Linked DNA regions of Mus musculus: region 1 is linked to region 2. The links are chromatin contacts, called in public Hi-C maps. All regions are on one chromosome and are shown on one strand. The core of a region is the stretch at or near the end of the contact, and the rest is flanking DNA. Distances in the headings are between cores, read along the strand shown.

The links. A called contact is a pair of places that touch in the nucleus more often than the background predicts.
Region 1: a contact with region 2 is called in a Hi-C map of liver, with 4 times the contacts expected there. The contact joins two enhancer-like sites. A contact is called at or near these places in 1 of 39 promoter capture datasets (liver) and 1 of 484 Hi-C or Micro-C datasets (liver).

Annotation. Positions count from the first base shown.
Region 1 is chr19:38,189,742-38,192,441 of GRCm38.p6, reverse strand. Fra10ac1 (FRA10AC1 homolog (human)) reads left to right here. Exons shown (of 14, transcript NM_001081075.2): 13 at 2,535-2,613. Among named protein-coding and RNA genes, the nearest start is that of Gm52398, 27 kb to the right of the region's middle. Within about 2 kb of position 1,296, at least 8 of the 459 cell types and tissues checked have an H3K27ac peak or open chromatin away from gene starts, as enhancers often do. A contact at or near this core is called in liver, where this site is marked.
Region 2 is chr19:37,439,432-37,442,199 of GRCm38.p6, reverse strand. It overlaps Hhex (hematopoietically expressed homeobox), which reads right to left. Exons shown (of 4, transcript NM_008245.3): 4 at 1,469-2,616. The coding sequence ends at 2,395. Among named protein-coding and RNA genes, the nearest start is that of Hhex, 6.0 kb to the right of the region's middle. Within about 2 kb of position 1,264, at least 9 of the 459 cell types and tissues checked have an H3K27ac peak or open chromatin away from gene starts, as enhancers often do. A contact at or near this core is called in liver, where this site is marked.

The DNA of each region.
Region 1 (2,700 bases), core at 47-2,546, 750 kb before region 2:
GAAAGCGCTTGCCACCAAACTTGACAGCTTAATCCCTGAACCCACGTGGGAGTGGGATAGAACTGATTTCCATAGCTTCTTGTCTAGCCTCCATACTGTGTCCTGCATGAGCACCCCTGCATGAGCATGCACATATATAAAAATAAGTGTATGATAAATGTCCAGGTATAGTTGCACACATTTTCAATCTTAGGGCTGGGAAGGCAGAGACAGGCAGATCTCTGGGTTTGTGTCAGGCAGCCTCACCTGTTTAGTAAGTTCAGGGCCAGTGAAAGACCCCTTCTGTGGACAGTACCCAAGGAACAACACTAGAAGTTGACCTTTGTCCTTCATGTATACACGCACACACTATACTTATGCATACCACACACAGACAGATAGACTCATACAAAGGAAATTAGTGTAGAAAAGCTGACTTGTGGAAAGTATTCTTAAGAGGGAACAGAGTGAACACCAGAGCTGTTTGCAGTGTAAGATTTTACAATCAACTGCTTGTTTTTAAAGGCCATGTAGGTTCTGTTCTCTGACGGCTGGACAGTAATGCCATATAGAGAACTTCATTAGGCATAATTGGGTTTTCTGTTCTTTCTTATCTCAGCAAGTGGAAGATTTTATTCTTTCTTGTGTTATCAGTTCAAGACACTGGGAACTGTGTTGATGGCTGTCACAGAGCAGGAATCTTCCTCTAAGACTTTATAGTTTCATCATCATGTGTACATAGCTCATTAGACAGCACCCTCCCCCTGCTATTTGTTAAAGTTGGTGCCACAACAGGTTCAGTTAGGATCAAAGTTCAGGCATACACATTGATTCAAAGATCAGAGTCCAGCAGGTAAAAGGCTAGAACCACCGTGGCAAATCAATGCGGCTTTATTTTTGTCCTGTGCTGAACTGAGGGACGTTCTGTACTGGCAAGCCAAATCCGAGTTAAGTCAGAACTCTAGTGGTAACTCTCCAAGGCAATTAGCTCTTATTACGTCATTCTTGAAGTAGCATCTTTTCTTTTAATCCTATGGACGTTGTGTAAGTTAAGGTTTGTAAAGAGCACACTGTGTTAGGATGAGCACATCAAGATGTTCTCTTACATTTGAAAGAGTATTTGTCAAACATTTGGAAAAATAATGCTTATTACTTTAGAAAAACTTATTCTGAGAAGAGGAGGCCTTCTCAGACATTGTTTGGAAGAATGGAAACTCTCTAACCTTTCTTCTGGAGGAAAACCTGACCCTGTAACTGGGTTAGAGCACATGTGGTGGCCAATGATGCTGCTTTTGGAATTTGATATTTTATTTGGAATAGATAAGCTCCTCAGATAAACATGGGCAGAAATGCACACTGTTCACCAAGAAAAACAGCGTGGTGGACTGTGTGCCCGCCCACTGTGGAGCTCTTGCTAGCATGTTTAAGATCCTGGGTTTAATCACCAGACTGCTCCCCACCCACCCTCACCCCCAATAAAAATAAAAATGGGAAATACAGCCTAAATCCCCACCAATCAGAAATTAACGATTGGTTAATCAAATTCCATATAACAGTTTTTGTTTTGTTTTGTTTTGTTTTGTTTGTTTGTTTAAGGTTTTCACAGGGCTAGATAGATGGCTCTGTGGCTAAAGCACATATTGGCCTTGGAGAGGATCCAAGTTCAGTTCTAGCGCCTTCATTGGGAGATCTGACACCTCAGCCCTCTGCAAACACCTGTACATACATATGCATCATTCAAAACAAAGATAAATCCTAGAAAGAAATCTCATTATAAAAGCTTTGACATATTTATACGTATTGTCAAGGAGAACTGTCTCTGCTATCTCAAATCCTTTATAGTTACAGTTATGCACAGTATAATCTTAATTTAAATATATATATATATATATGAATGATACCTTTTTAAAGACCAACCACACTTAAAAAGTGACTGTATTACCTGTGGCCTGGGGTAACTTTTCCTTAGGACTTTAAACATTTCCAAATTGCTTTTATTTTAGACAGTGGCAGTATGTATTACCTATAAAATCAGTAAAGATAATATATTCCTATTTTTAAAATATAACAAAATAGACCTCACATGAATTATCTAAACTCAACTAAAATTTATTCAATATTGGATAAAGTAGTATCAGGCAGACAAACTATTCCATGATGTAATTACATTAGTAAGTGGCTCATCTCCAGTGAAAACCCTTAGCCTACAGGAACTAATCTTGAGTGTAGGTCCTAATACATATATGTTCTTTACAAAATTCTTCATTTCTGTTGTATGGCCAAGGAAATAATTAAACCAGCTGCTATTTTAGTGTAACATGGGGAAGTTGTTCATTAGATATTACTTGCATTCACTTTTTGATGAGGCTCTGGTGTTTTTCATATTGTTTAATTTTTTAAAATTTATGGTATCTTGAGGAATAAGTTAAATTTTGTGGAATCATAGAAGTTGAAGCTAAAATACTGCTAAATTCATGGTTAATTTAATTGCACTGGTAAACGATTCAGAATGCGTTATGTTAAAACAATGACGACATTTCCTTGTCAATGAGCAGGAAACGCTGAGGAGGAAGACAGTGCTTCAGACTCTGAGCTCTGGAAGGGTCCGCTGCCAGAGACAGATGAGAAGTCCCAGTAAGTGCTCATTCGCAGGTGCTCCATCCTGGCCTCAGCTTAGCATCTGTGGGTACTGCCGTTCTTGATAGCAGTTGATGAAAATAT
Region 2 (2,768 bases), core at 15-2,514:
TGTGAGGCAGGTCTAGAGCCTCTAGGCAGGTTAGAATGGTATGTGATTATTCTGGCCCCATGATAACAAGCTCTTATCCATATCATGCGGTGACATCCAGGGTGGCTAATGTCCCATATTCTGTCCTGTGAGAGGTATATATTACCTCTAGTCACAGATGCATAGGATCACAAATGACTGGATTTTAAAGAGAAACCATTTTCACAGGACACTATGGCTAGGGTGGGAATTTGGGTAGCTTCCATCCCTAGTTAAGGGCACTTCCCCCGAAACCTAAGCAGTCCTCTTGAATATCCATCCCTGTTCTGTCCACATTTTTAACCAAGTCCTCAGCTGATTGGAAGCAAAACTCTCCCACTGGATGAAAGGATCCTTTGGGCTCTAACACCAAGATGTAAGAAGAGGAGACAGCATATAACATGAACTGAGCTGGAGATGGGGGACCTGGAAAGGGTCATGTAGGTCAAGTAGACCATTCTCTTGTTCTGAGACCAAGAACTAAAATTCTAAAGCAGATCTTTAAACCTCCAGGTCTACCCTGGCCCCTCTGCCTAAGGACCAGCACTTAGTATATTCTGGAAACCTAGCTCACCTGCAATTCCGGGCCTTCTAAGGAGGACCTGTCCTCACCTAGTGAATGTCCATGTGTGTCCAGCGTTCTTTGGGCAGATTCCACCACATGTTCTTTACTGTATAACTAAAGAGCGTCATGCAGGCCAAGGCTAAAAGAATGTTCTGGGCCGCTCAACAGGTCTCTGTGGGAGGGCTGCTGTCAGACCTGGGCTCTGCCAGACAGGTAGTTGGATGCAGATTAATACCTCTTGTCAGAGCCCTGACCCACATCCAAACTTTATCAACATTCTTCCTCCCCTTTCTCACAAGCACCCTTTCTGGACGCTACCCCAACCCCCACCTTTCTCAGCCATCAAATTCCTGACGCTCCCAATGCTTCCTGCTTCTGCTTGCTGTCTGCAACCCAACTCTAGTAGGAGTTAAGGAAGGGAAACCTACATCAGGGTATGAGGAGAAGCGCAGGCCCCACACACAGGCTGCCATACTGCCAGGACCTCAGGGCATCCAGCTGCTCTCAAATTCTCTCTGGCCACGAGCTTTAATGTTCCCAGATCTTCTAAATTAGCAGCTGGAACCTGACAACATCCGCCCCCCCCCCGCCTCAACTGCCCCCCTTCTCTGCCACTCCAATCCCTGCCTTGTCCCAAAGAGTACAAGCAGCCAGGCTCCCGCAGAGTGTGATACACTGTTGACTCACGCTGGTCAAGGACGGTGGCCGCACACACCAATCGATGGCACTGCACTCAGTGGCAGCTCCAATCCACCCTGCTCGGTCCTCTTTTCCCCCCCCCCGCCCCCCACAGCCCCAGCAAAGAAAGCACAAATGTATATTCTAGAAGGTGGGCACCCCATCTCTCATATTCACTATGGCAAACACACGCGTGCACACACCAAGGCTCTTTAGGTGTCATGTTTAGGTATTTTAACCAAAGAATGAGAATTCAAACAGGGTCGTTCATCTGATGATGAATGTATATGAAAGTTAATTCATTAAATTACAAAAAACCAACCAAACAAACAAACATCATTTTGGCAGAGTTTTTACAAGAAGTAATGCTATATACATGTTATAGACACAGTTTCTATAAAACACACTATCTACAATCTACTTACATTGAATTGTCCTGCTATTTCTAGTTCGTGTGAGATCAGTCTCAAATGAGTCAGTTTCCCTGCCTGTAGGGACTGCGTCATCCCTTAACACCAGGGTCAGAGGCACTGGCTGAGCAAAACAAGATTTTTAGAATCTTATCAACTATCTTGCTTGTAAGAACAGACACCGGGAGCCAAGTGCTCTGAAATGGCTTTGGAGTTAAGGCAGCAATGTAAGATGCCATGTAAAAGTTGGGTATACCCTTTCAAAGTGTTCCATGGATTCCCCAAATGTTGCCCCCACCTAAGTGCACCTCTAAAGTCGAGGGAATAGCTACAGACTTAGGAAAGTCAGTCAAGATCAGCCTCCTAAAACTTAAAACCTTTAAAGTCATAATTTAAGCTTTAGACAAAAGTTCAAATTACCTCTCATAAATAGAAATAAATTCACTTTTTAAAAAATGAGGTCACATTTAGTCACTTTATCAAAACAACTTAAAAACTGGTATAGATACCGTATGTTAAACCAAAGTTAAGGTCTCAACGCAATGCATGTTTGTTAATTAGCCAGTGCACCAAACATTTTCAAAACTCTACAAGAATTGTTATCTCTCTCTCTCTCTCTCTCTCTCTCTCTCTTTCTCTCTCTCTCTCTCCCCCCGAATTTTCCAGTTGGTCTGTAGCAAAACATTATTCTAAAGTCCGGTCTCTAAACATGGCCGATGACTGTCATCCAGCATTAAAGTAGCCTTTATCCCCCTCGATGTCCACCTCCTGGTCGGAATCCTCTGAGATCTCCGAGTCGGGGTCTTCCTGAGAGGCTGGGGAGGGTGAACACTGCGAACGATCCAAAGAGGCACCTTTATTCTGTTCACTGGGCAAGTCTTGACCCTGCTCACAGGAAGTGTCCAAACTGTCCAACGCATCCTTTTTGTTGCTTTGAGGATTCTCCTGGCGATGGGATGAAGATGCAGTTGGTGAGAGCAGAGACATAACAATCAAAGTTGGTTTTGGTTTTGGTTTTTTTCAGCCTTTACCACGCCTACAAAGTCTAGTTTACCAACTGTTTTCTTCGTTAAAATCTTTTTCCTAAGAAGATACAC